Regions from separate parts of the Mus musculus genome. Here region 2 is linked to region 1. Evidence: chromatin contacts called from public Hi-C data. All regions are on one chromosome and are shown on one strand. Each heading gives the region's core, a stretch centred on a gene start, on an enhancer-like site or on the middle of the called end of the contact. The rest is flanking DNA. Distances are from core to core; before and after follow the strand shown.

Evidence for each region. Hi-C and Micro-C count contacts between places; a contact is called where the count stands out from the background.
Region 2: a contact with region 1 is called in a Hi-C map of Sertoli cells, with 5 times the contacts expected there. The contact joins the promoter of Dach2 here to the promoter of Chm in region 1. A contact is called at or near these places in 5 of 39 promoter capture datasets (the C10 cell line, cranial neural crest, maxillary cranial neural crest and 2 more), 8 of 484 Hi-C or Micro-C datasets (Sertoli cells, Th1 cells, Th2 cells and 4 more) and 1 of 9 other capture datasets (adipose tissue).

What each region holds. Positions count from the first base shown.
Region 1 is chrX:113,183,026-113,189,812 of GRCm38.p6, reverse strand. It overlaps Chm (choroidermia (RAB escort protein 1)), which reads left to right and starts at 4,298. Exons shown (of 15, transcript NM_018818.2): 1 at 4,298-4,372. The coding sequence starts at 4,324.
Region 2 is chrX:113,295,229-113,302,015 of GRCm38.p6, reverse strand. It overlaps Dach2 (dachshund family transcription factor 2), which reads right to left and starts at 3,760. Exons shown (of 13, transcript NM_033605.2): 1 at 3,081-3,760. The coding sequence starts at 3,589.

The sequences.
Region 1 (6,787 bases), core at 3,049-5,548:
ACAAGATGCAACTAATATCTGGTGCAGTAAAGTGTACCCCAAACCCTTGCAGTGTATTTTAAAGGCAAATCTGGTATGAGTTGTTGACATGGTTTAAGGGTAGAAGAAAAAGATGTGCTCAGGGTGATTCTTGAAATTTTGACTTAAGTGTGTAGAAGGTGGAACTATATCTAAGGTAAGAGATTATCAGTAGTGGACATTATGAAAAGAGAGTCAGGAGTTTAATATAGTTCTAGGGATGAGAAGAAAGATCCTAGAGAGGAAAACCCATTAAATTATTAATGTAAAAAGATAGTCTTTTCATAGAAGAATGTACTTTTAAACACAATAAATATATAAGAAAGTATTGCTTTCAATTCAGAAAACATTTATGAACAAAATTAGTGTTATGATTTAATAGGTACTTATTTCTTAGATAAAATTCATTGTACTGTTATTTTTTAAATTTATTTATCATATGTAAGTACACTGTAGCTGTCTTCAGACACTCCAGAAGAGGGAGTCATATCTCGTTAAGGATGGTTGAGAGCCACCATGTGGTTGCTGGGATTTGAACTCAGGACCTTCGGAAAAGCAGTCAGTGCTCTTAACAGATGAGCCATCTCTCCAACCCCCAACTGTCATTTATCAAAATATTTCAGCTCTCAAAAATAGATGTCCTTGGAACAACAGCCAGCAATTTCTAGTTGTTTTGCTTTATGCCATTTCCTGACATTGTCAATTTGCATAAAATGTAAACAATACTTATTTTAAAAGATTTTCACTAAGAATATTTTTGTTTTTATAATACAGTAATTATTTTATACAGCTAAACATGTTGGTAATATTATCTTCATGAAAACCATGCTTTGATCTTCAAGGGGAAAAACAACTTCAAATATGAGGCAAGAGAGAATAGAAATTCAGCAGAACTACACATAAACCTTCGGAAGACATGACCTTTGTCTATTATTTGTTTATATCAGAGCATTTTAGATTATAACCCATCCACTTACTAGAAGATTAATTAATTTTTAAAGAACAATTTTATTAGTGACTTCTGTTTCCACACTGTGATTGTTAGAACATTTTCTGAATCATAGTAAGTTATTCATATTTAAAAGAATAAAATGTGCTCATACTATGTGCATGCATGAATGTATACCCATATATCACCTAAGAGAAACGTAATGGTGTTTGCTTATATTCTGTTGTTTGTTTGTATTCTATCTTTCTGTGGTTTCTCACTGTCAGAGATTTTGAAAAGGTTGCTGTATTTTCTCTGGGTTGTTTTAATTTACATATCTATTGGTATATTGGGCACTTCACAGATAACATCTATTTTAGTTCTGATAATATTTAAAACTTTCTTGTCATGGCAAGGCAAATAATGTAGAGACTTAGCAAATAATATATTGTACCTTTTAAGCAATCTGTTTTGCAAGAGATACATACTCCTTATTGAATCATACCACAAGAGAATGCTGTAGTATAACAAGTTAATCCATAAATAAAATTAAGAAAACTACAATGTTGATATTGTACCAAAATGTACAAAAGTACAATATATATCTATAAAAATCTATTTTAAAACAGTTCTCATGGAACTTTTAAAATTAAGAAATTTATCAAATATCTTAAAAATGGCATGTAGAGGAATTTTAATCCAGCAACATGGCTACTCTGGCAAGGGATCACATTCAAAGATTTAGGTCAGTGTGATCCGGCTGGAATGCAGACATGCCACACATGTTTAATCCCTCTGGCTGGAATACAGACATACACTTAGTACACATTTTTAAGGTAAAATTAGTTTGTAGAATAAAACAGCTAAGATTGAAAGTGATGTCTATCTAATGTCATGAAGAATCAGAGAAAGATTTGACAGAATGAATCAGAAGTAGGAGATGCCCAACTCTCATGAGAACAGTACAGTAAAGAGAAGCTATTTATGAGCAGCACAGGGAGTTCAGATGAGTTCAGTTATGTCAGTTGAGTTCATTCATGAGTTAGTGCAATTCACTGCAAGTCAGCAGAAGCAGTTGAAGCCAGAACATAAGGAGCCAGAAAGCTTAGAACAAATTGCCAGTGTTAGCTTGAGGCCAAACAGAGCAATTCAGTGAGGAGAAGTTGAGAGAAACCGTATTGAAACAGTCAGCTTGGAGAGCAATTTGAGCGAGAACAGCTGAGTTGAACCAGCCAGCCAGATTCAGAAAGAACTAGAAAGGGTAATCTTATTGAGCAGTAAGCTTCAGAGATGACAATTATACCAGGCAAATAAAAACGACTTTTAAAGTAGCAGGTAGATATCAAGGTAAATTGATATAGTTTGTCTTTATCTCACTATCTGTTAAAGAAGTCATTATTAATTTTAGTTCAGGAAATATTTGTTGAATTCTTACTGTGAAAACAAGTCTCGATTAAGTGCACTGGGTAATAATGATGTCTGACAGGCTAGAGTTTACACTTTATAAAACTACATATCTGTGCATTTTTGTGTGTATGTGTGGGATATGAGTACTATATAGGAGCCAACATACATAACCTTTAGTGCAATGTAACAGGATATGATAAAGTAGAAGTAGTACAATATTAGGAAGAAGTAAAAGATAAAATAGAAGTTGAGTTAAACCTTTCTTATAGTATCCCAAAGCCTTTGCTAGCTGTAAATCTGTAATTTCAGGACTTAGAAAGCTGAGCATTCTAGGCTGCCCTAACCTACATTTATGATACCTTGTCCTAAAAAAAAAAAAAAAAAAAAGAAACTCTTAAAATTTTGTTTACTTTGCCCCCAAAGTTTTTTGCTTTTCTTTTTATGTTTATTATTCTAAAAAGCTTGTTTATCTAATGTGCAGTGTGTTTGTGTAGTATGTACATATGGTGCCTTGGGAGGCCAGGAGAGGATGGTAGATCCCTTGGAATTGGAGGTTGTAAGCTTGCCATATGGGTGTAGTCTGTGATCTTAATTATTGGGCTACATTTCTATACTCTCCTTTATTTTATTATTTTTAACTGATACATAGAGTTGTGCATAATTCTGTGGAATCATGTGTTCTTTTGAAACATATACATTAGCTAATGCTTTAATAATGTTTAATGTATCCCTTCCTTGTTATTAAGCATATTACCTAGAAGTTGAGGAGATCATTCCTTGCTGAGGGAAAAGCTAGAGTGTGGAGGTCACAGAGATTGAGAAGAAAACAGTGTATGGAGAACGATAAGTAGATGACATCCCAGATAGTAGATGGTTTAAAGGATTGTCACAGTACCACATCTTGCATTCAAATTTATTTTGAAACTCTTGGAAATAACTATAGGAATAATTCCTCAGATTAAAAAAAGTACTTTACTTACTCCAGTGTACCCCTCTGCCTATTTTTTTGCTTTACTATTTTCAGACAAACATACTTTTTAAATAAGGTAGAATGGGAGCTGACAGACCTTGAAAATGCTCATAAGAGTTATATTAACTGCTTGGCATAGACAGTCTTAAGCTCCCTTATCAAATATACCCATTTCTATATTAAGTCTATTTTATTTTAATCATTTCTCTGCAACGTCGTAGGAGAAACTTGTTTGGGTTTTTCTTAATTTGGCAGAAAGTCAGATTCTGAAACAAAAGATTTATTAACCGTCTACTATTCTTTAATACTCTTTACACTCCCAGTCCCCCACTCTCACCTCCATCTCTAAAGCAAAGTTAATGTTGCAACTTACATTGCTAGGAGGCTCTTTGGAATTCCATGAGGAATTTCATTCTGTGGAAACTAGGCAACGATTTTTTTCTTTTCTTTTTTTTTTCTTTCTTTTTTTCTTTTTTTTTTCTTTTCTTTTCTTTTTTGGTTTGGTTCTTTCACTGAGAAGGCACAAATACAATAATTGGACAGTACTGGTATAAAATGAAAAGAGAGGTCTCAGGCTCTAAAAATACAAACACACTCTAGGGTAACAGTTTTCCTGGCCTGAATGACTCCTTTGTTCAAAGTGAGCCCTTTTGAATTGATTACTGACTGAGCGTCTCTGACCAATTTTTGCTTGGTAATTGTCAAAGGGGTATACAGACTTGCCTCATTCATCCTTGCTTGAGGAGTCGAATACTTACATTTCTTTTCCATATCAAACCTCTAGGATAAATAAGGTGTTTCACTGAAGTCTGTGAAATAAATAGAACTTTTAACATTCGCAATAACATTTTAAAAACTACTCTGTTGTCGCCTACCTGCACCCGCGTCTCTAGAACTACAACACCCAGAATGCACTGTTTTTCCTTCCGCTTTCTACCTAGGGAGTGCCTTAGAAATTCACATCTACAAACTACAGTCACATGACACGTTTCCTGTCAAGATGGCGGATAATCTCCCTTCGGACTTTGATGTGATCGTAATAGGGACGGGTATGTGTGGCCCTGATTTTTCCTGGACAAAATATAGGAGATCATTCTCGCTTTTTATTTTCTCTGTCAGTGGTGAGGGTTGGCGAGAAACGGCGGGGGTCGAGCCTGGGAGGGAGGACAGAAAGGAAGTGAGGTAGTGTGGAGTCAGCGCAGGACTTGGCAGCTCCAGGGAGGGGCTTGGACCCGCGGTGTTTTGCGCCTTTTGAGTAGGGGTCGATCTGGTCGATGCCGATTGCTGAGGTTGGTTGGTGCGGTGATTCCTGTTAATTTCCTTAGAGGAGGGTGGGTTTGCAGTGTCATGAGAATGGAGGGTCGGGATTTGATCAATGGAGACGCCATCGGCACAAATAATTACCACCTTCCCTCCTTGTTGATTTCAAGGTTATATTCCCTATCGTTTCGTGTCGCCATTTCTTAGGACACCCCCGCCCCCATATACTTACATGATTCTAGGGTACTTTGCAGCTCAAATGAAGCTTAATTTACAGTTTTATAAGAATGATGCTCAGTCGTTATCCGTGTGTATTTTTATTAAAGGAAAGGAAACGTATTCTTTTCTGTCGTCTTGGGTAGCTTAATTTTTTTTCTTGAGGTAGCCCCTATTCCTGCATTACGAAGTTTAAAGCATCCTAGTTTATGATGCAGACAGGAAGCATCTTGTTTCCTGTCACCCATCCATACACCACAACTAGATGTTCTGAGAGTAAGCTCCAGTTTTTCACATTCCGTGTCTGACCTCAGCTTCTCCTTGCTTTTCCATCATTAGCTCTCCATGTTTTGGGTGGAGCCAGAAATCCTTTTCAGCTTCTAGTTGACTAGTTATCCTAATAACACTTGGCAACAATTAGCAATTCTTTCTTAACTATAAGGGATGTAGTTTGCATAGGATAAAAGAGAGAGTTTGGGGAGGGCGGGGAGTCTACTGTCTTAGAATGTGGTAGGCCACAGAAGCTTTGGTGAATGGGGTCCTGTCCATTGTGTTAATGAACTCTGTTTGCTTTCTTACCAAACAGTAAGAACAGCCACATTTTCAGGTTTAGAGTAAAAATAATAGCAACCCATTTTGGAATGCTTTCCATTCCCTACTCAATGGACTAAGCACATAATATAATACGGACAAAAACCTTGCTAAAATTGGTAATCTTTTCAGTACAGAGAAGAGAAGCAGCCTGGAAGTCTCAACTTGCTAAAATCACACAGCTAGTAAATGTCCAAAGGCCAGTACAATCCAAGAAATGGATTTCGGGTTTTTTTTTTTTTTTTTGACTAAAAATTGAACTATTATCACAAATACCAGACATCATGCAATGGGAGAGTCAGATACACACAGCCTTTCAATGTCCGCAATCTTGAATATAAGGAAGGTAAATCTGATAGCCTTTAAGGTGTTCTTGAGAACACAAATTCTCCTATTCTAGATGTCCCTCTAATAGTTCTCAAAACAGTGGGGATGGGGGGTGTACTCCCAGCCTGAAGATAGCTGCATTGCAGCAGCCAACCTGGTTGGACCTGCATTGAGGAGATGTTGAAGGAGACCTTGAAAGACTCAGTAGAACCCTCACTCTCCCCAGTCTGCTTGCCTAAAACTGAAAATGCCATCCATTTTAGAATAAGTCTTTTCAAAATTATACTTGAAGTCTATATTTATTTGGGTGATGTGTGTTATTTTTATTAAATATTTTAATTCTTTTAGATCCATTAAAAGTGGAAACATTTGTTGAAAGTCATTTTTAAAATAAGAATCATTCTTATGATTTCAATCATTGCTTTTAATTGACTTCATTTTTAAAGCATTGTGATTTCTTTCTCAAATACATCATCGAGGATGGACTTTAAATGTATTGGCTTTATTAAATTAGTACTTAGGTAACTTATAGGAAAAGCAGTATTTTATAACTTCAGTTCTGTTATCAAAAGCAGAATGAAAGGATGTCATTATAAGAAAGAGTAAAGGCATAGGCTGTGAGTTGTATCTCCCTGTTAGCAATTTTTAGTTAAAATGTCATCAAAAGACATTCATCAAGTAGAATCATCCAAGAACATTTTAAGTTTGTCAACCTTATTACATATTTACTTTTTGCATGACATTGTTTAAAGCTTTCCTTTAAGGTCATATTTTCAAGATACTATGGGAAAATTAGATCACAATACCTAAAGGAAGAGAATTAAGATACAGTACTTGAATTGTGTGGGGAAGATTAAAAGAAAATAGATTAGAGGAAAACCAATTGGAATCTCAATGGGGAGGGAAAAGGACATAAAATTCGGAGAATGTGATCTTTGGCTTCGGTACATAATTGTCATTTCAGAATAGCTTGGCATTTAAAGTGTAATTTTCGTGACAATTTTGTGGGGTGTGGAAAAGTTATCATTGGGTACAGATCCTGAAGGTGATTTTCTGGTAACTTGTATTAC
Region 2 (6,787 bases), core at 2,511-5,010, 110 kb before region 1:
AAGATAATAGCCAATAGTACCATTACAAAAATAGGACTTCAACAGTATCTTACAAAATTTTATCCATCAAAATGAGTTTCCACTCAACTGAATGTGCACTCTTTATCTTGTACTTTTCTCCTCCCCCACCTTTAGCTCAAAGAGGTAAGTCATGAATCTTTATGAACAAACCTCTTTAAGAAAGTCTACATTGAGAACATCACTATCTTCTTGGGTATGTTTATAGGATCTTCCCCTCCATCTTCTTCTCCTATGACAAAATTCTGCTCTTTACTGCATTTCACTTTTCTTACCGTTTGTCTCACCTACTTTATGCTTTCATCCTGAACCTAGTGCCTTTGTATACCTCTCACTTCTCTTATTACTGAACTAAAGAGTGACAGAACTAGTGTTGACCTAAACACTAACTTCAGATTGCATTTAAAACCACAGATTTTATAAACAATGTTACCTAGAGTAATGAAGCATTTTTATAAGAATGATATTTTGCAATTTTATTAACATATTCATGAGAGTGTTTGCAGCAAGAGAATTTACTAATGTTATATTATCACAAATTATATTTTTCAAGTAATTGTACTTTTCCTCCATTTAAATTTTACTATATATGTACTATGTTTATTTCTGTCTAGTGGCTTTCCTCACTTCTTTATGTGTTATAATCATAAAATAGGTTTCATAATTTTTATAATTATATATTTCAATATTCACAAGGCAATTATTCAAAACATACATTATAAATTGTACCACAAATATATTTTTATATTTAATACTTTTCTATCACAATTTTACAAAAAAATCAAATAGAAATGTTAGCTATACAAATGAAAAGGAATAAATAAAGCTTAATCAGACTAAAACAAGAACCTAAACACATTAAAACAGGATTCCAAAATAGTATAGAACAACCTATCTCAATATAACTAAATAATTTATTATTTATCTCTTTGGCATGTCTCATTAAAAAATTTTTAAAGTTCTTATTTCTAGACTAAATATCAAACTCATAATAAAATAACAATCTGTTTATTCTAAGAGTGAAACTTATAAATATTTCTCAAGAATGAGAATATTAATTATTGAAAAAAGGGGGGAAGGGTCCCTGTATAAAATTTTCACACTAGGAATAACAGTTTGGGGGAGGAGAATGATGAAGAAGAAAAGGGAAGGAAAAAAAAACAAAGAGAGGGAGAGGGAGAAAGAGAGAGAAAAGATGAATATGGCTTTTTCTCTCTGCAATCATTTTTAAGTCAGTGTATCTGATATCAATAAATGAATCACATGGCTTCCATTAGAAGTTCTGGTAACTCACTGAGTCCATGTATTAGTAATATTCTTTGTAATCAAAGTGAAAATTTTCTATTTTCTATAAAATATTTCTATTTTTTTAAACCCATAATTTTGTCTTGCATTGAGAGAGGCTCTTACCCTTTGTGTTTTACTGCATCTACCTTAAGAAATTCCACTTTATAAGCCAGGGTTTTAAGCTTTACATGGGAATCCGGTAGGAGTTTCCCTCTGAACTGGTTCTGTTTAGTTGCTTGAACACAAAAGTTGCTCAGAAGGAACAAGAAAAGGTTCTCTTGTAAGCTCTATAGCAATATTTTGCTTATTGCACTAGTAAGCAACAGTTTGCCTATTAGTTATCGTCAATACATCTCCGCTAAAGACAGCAATTTAGATTTTACAACAGACATGACCCTGTAGTTGCAGGTTCATTCCTCAGACCCAGAAACGCCATCATTTAAAGTTGTATTATGAGACTAGACCTCAGAAGTTCTTTATAAAATGATCAACCATGCTGCTGCTTTACAGCAAAGCTCTTTGCTCCTTTTTCATTGCAATTTCCTGATTTGTACACTAATCTTGTCTGTAAATGATTCCTTTTCTGAGATATTACCAGACTGGAGATGAAACACTAAGATTACTAATTCGTATTTTTGAATGTCAAATAATTCTCAACGGTTTCCTTTCCTAAAATTTTATTCAAAACATCAAACTCAAGTTGCTTCTAAGTGCACATGAACAGAGTCTGATGCGCGTTTAAACTGTGATATCAAGGAGGTACACTTATGACTTGGGAAGGTGGCTATTATTATTTAAACAATCCTCTCTTGGGGGAAATGGGATCCTTTCAACTAACTGGTTTGTCTGAGGTGGAGGAGCTGGCTCATCCTCTAAAAAGAAAAAACAAAAAACAAAAAAACAAAAACAAAAAACAACTACTACAACAACAAAGCCTACTAACTTTTACACCAAGCCTCAGCCTAGCCTGAGCCTCAGCATTTCGTGCCCCACATTAACCTCGGCAGGTGGCCCAGGAGGTAGGATTCCAGGAAAGTGGCATCTGTCCTCATCGTTTGTTTTGTTTTTTGGTTTTTGTTTTTAAATAGGACTCATCATCTACTTTACCATGCACCAGGGAGCTTTGCGCAGCAGGCATGAGCATATGTCCTTGTAGGCACTTGTACAAGCATACACACACACACACACACACACACACACACACACACACACACACACCACCTTCACCACCACAGCACACACATCCCAAACACTCTCACAACAAACATACAGGATGGGGATCGAATCACCCTCTGGGATGGATTCTAGACTTCCGTTCCCTTGCACCCCCTAAATGCCTTTTTCTCGGTTGCCAGCTTAGGAGCCCAGGTTACAGCTCAGCCAGCCCCCATACCCAAGAAAGCCCTTGATGCCCGTGTTCAGAAGAAAAACTATCCGACCCGTATGGCCACAAAAGAGCAGGAAAGAAAAGCAAATAAAGAAAATAACTACCACAACAGCCAAAAAGCCATGCAAAATGTAGGCGAACGGCTGTAAAGTTTCAGTGGATGATTGCTACTGAAGTTTGTGCGGGACTTTTTCAAATTGAAGCCCTACCACTGAAAGCAGCCTAGAAAGGACTGGCAATTAATTTATGAGCCCTCCTAGTTCTCTCAACCCCGCCGATTACAATGCAAAGAAGCAGAACTCAACCTCTACAGACCAAGTTGGATGAGACATGCAGAAGAGGGCTAAGGGGTAAAGAGAGAAAGGCAAGCAAGCAATGAGTGTCTCACCTGGCGTTGGTGCAATCGGTGAACAAAGTTTCAAAGTCTTTCCTGGTGATGAGCTTGCAACGATTCACCCCTGGCTGGATGGCCCCCAGCCCACGGAGGATTCGAACTTGCTCTACAGTGCACACCACCGGAGATATGTCGAGTCTCTTCAGCTTAGTGTACACTGTGTGCAACCCTCCCACCAGGTGCTTGAGGAAAAGGTCAAAGACTTGCGGCAGGCAGATCAGTTCCTGGCCATCCATCAGGAATGAAGCTACCTTCACCCCGTGCATGTCGACCATCCGGCACTCGTTTGTGTTGGTGTTGCTGCTGCCACCGCTGCCACCACCAATCCCGCCACCCAAGACACTGCCGTTATGGTTATTGGCCATGAAACTGTTGATCATGTTAGGGGTTAGGCGAGGGGGCTCTCCTGGAGACGAATACAGGGGTTCAGCCCGGAATAAACCCCCCGGGACGCCGGCGCTGCTGGAAGTTGCAGAGATCACCGGAGGTGCAGAGACAGCCATGGTCACTCTGTCTTGAGCCTAGCTCTTAGAGCCCTAGCTTTCTCTCCCTGACTCCTTTAGGTCCCCTTGCGCTCACTCGCTGACTCTCTCTCTCTCTCTTTCAGGCACGTTCTGACTCTCTGAACTGTTCTCAAGTCTGAAGCGCGCTGGCTCCGGCTCCAGCTCATCCACCACCCTACACACTGTGAGCAGCCTCGACCCGCGGCGGCCCAAGAGCCCACCCTCACCACACCCCCTCCCGAGACTGGCAGCGCCCCCCAGCCAATGGGCCCCACCCCCTCAGCGCCCGAGCCCGCAGAATGGCTGCCGCCAGCTAGGGGTGGAGACTCCCTAGCCAGCCTCTGCCTACCTGAAGCCGTGTGGGACTTTCGGTGAATGGAGGTGGAACACAAGAAGGGAGAAGGGGGCGGTGTGCAGCCTTGCTCACTGCCTGGAGATCAGAGCAGAGAGTCCAATTGTCAGGTCTCTGAGGGGGACCATGCTTCCAGCCTGTCTTCTCCTAAGTGGAGGATTAGAAGGGTCACAAACGGGACTCACAAGTGTGTTTCATTCACCACACACCCAGAGCCATCTCGCATGAAAGTGACTTAGCTCTAATTCAACTTGCACATTTCCCCTAAACTCAGCGGAAAGAAAAGGTGGCTTCTCCCAGTATCCTGGAGAAAGAGTCCAGAGAGTTCACAAGTGAACAACTCGGCCTTTCTCTTACCCACTTAGATCACTGGCTGTAATATCTTCCTTATCCAGCGTCCACAGGACCGCTCCCCAGAATTCTTGCATTCATATCAGAGTTGCTGGTTGAGATCCTGTTACTGCTCAAGGAGGTTTAGGAAGCGCGGTGGGAAGCCTCTGTAACAGATGGGTGGATTGTTTTACAACACTTCCGCCACTCTCTGAAACAGACTAGGGTTGTGTGTGTGTGCGCGCGCGCGCGCGCGCGTGCGCGCGTGTGCGTGTGTGTGTGTCTGTGTGTGTGTGTGTGCATGTGCACGAAAGTGCACCATACCTTACTTAGCCTTGCCCTAACATTACCAAAAGGTTTAAAACAGTATATAATTTATAAGGATAGGGTTTAACACTCTGAACTTGTATATTTTTCTCCCTCACAAAGGTCTCCTAAACCAGTGAATGGCCCAGGCATTCCAAAGGCTTTATTTATATCTTAAATGGTTCCTCATGATTCTTCTTCCCCTACCTACCAAACCTCCCACACTTAGTACATAATACACATTGAAGGAAATATCTGAATAGGGTACCTGCCTGAAGAAAAGCATAGTCATTTCCATACAACATATCATATTTAAGTCACCTTAGCCAAGTTGTTTTAAATTCTTTGTCAAGGTTTTAATGAGCTGCAAGGTATTTCCTTTACTATCTTCTAGAGGAGCTGGTAGTTATACAGTGCATTAAATTCAGGTTACATTTATTTACAAAAGCTACCACCCTCATAGCTACATAACTTCTCTGATATTCTTCCAGAGCATAAATACTTTTAGAAACATGCTGAGCAGGGCAAGTGAGTGTGTTTTTTTCCCCACGTCCTAAGTTGAAAATGTCCTATGGAAGGTATATATGTCTCTCTTTCTACCATTTGTTTGTTTTTTTCCTTCTGTCATTTCATTAAGCAAGTATTACAAATTTCCTTTTGAGTTTCTTCATAGTGTTCTATTTCAAATTGAATGAGGTCAAAATGTGAAGATCTCACGATGACAGTGGCTTTTGGAATACAGGAATAAGCAACTCTAACATAATAGATTGGAATACATTCAATCACAAATCATTTTTAAAGGCATGAAATTGTTTCTGCTTACTTGCTACGATCTTGGGAGAAAAATGAGAAGAAATAAGGGCACCAAAAAGATAGAAAGAGAAAGAAAAGGTTCCCAGAGAATGCAGTGGTTTGCAAAGACAATATAACAGCACCACCATACTTTTTAGTATTTACTAATTGTTCCTTTATTAAAAAAAAAACACAAAAAACAAAAAGAAACCTAAAATCTGTACAAGAGGTGTTTGAATGGGATGTCTATTAAACAATATGTTGAAATGTACCTCTGGTGTTGTTGCAATAAAAACTTCCAAAAGAATACATTTTATGCCGAGTTTTATTTGAGAAAACTCTACACTGATGATCCTAAGATCAAGCACTTCCCTGTGTATGGCTGCAACTACAATATAAAAGGCTTCCTTTTACAGTAATTGGAGGTTTTTAGCAATAAGATACTATAAGGATGTGTGTACAGGTACACGAGAGCCCACCATACCTTAGTCTTGCCCTAACATTACCAAAAGACTCAAAACAGTATAGAGTTTATAAGAATAGAGTTTAACACTCTGAACTTGGTGGCTTTTTTCTCTCTCACAAATGGGCTCAGATGTTTGGATGTTTTATATTTTAAAAATATGATATAAAATGAAACAGGTAGAACATTCACTAAGACTGTAATCATTTCTTATATTAGAAAAACAAATGCATTTTGGTGTTAGAAAAGACACAAATTAAATGTTATACATTTAAAGTGTCTATCAAGTTTATAGCAATGTTGTAATTATCAAATATTAATGCTAAAATTCAAGTAGAATTGATAAAACCTCAAATTGACTGGTAATCATTGAAGGATTAACAGCTCTTATAAGCCTTCAATATAGAAAATACTTTTGGTTTCATTACTTGACTTCCTTTCCATTGTGTTCCTGTAGAAAATTACCATGTGAATTAATTTTAAGTGATACTTGCAACTTAAAAACATCTAGATCAAGACTTCAGATACTGTGTCCTTGGGTTTCTTGACGCTTTGATGAATGTATTTCTATTACTACTATCTATGGTTTGAGACTGACATTATCAGATTCCACATACAGACATTTATTCCTTTTTGATTTGAATATCGTCCGTCAGACAAACATATTTCTAAAGAAGCCTGGCTTTCTGCAAGACTGGAGGAAACTTTACATGTCAATACCCTGTAACTTTGGAACTTTATGAAGGCGTATAAAATTGTAATGGCTGTAGCAAACAGAGTGCCCATGTGTACTGGGTTAGTCTGATGCTGCTTGTATTCTATAGCTAAAACTGGTTCCTCCAAATGTGGTTGCTCAAGTACTCAAATGACGCCATGTGAACCTTCTCCCCAATTTAACTGGTCAATAAAAAGCTAGAGCCTGATATTGGGCAGTGGAGGGAATAAGGTGGGACTG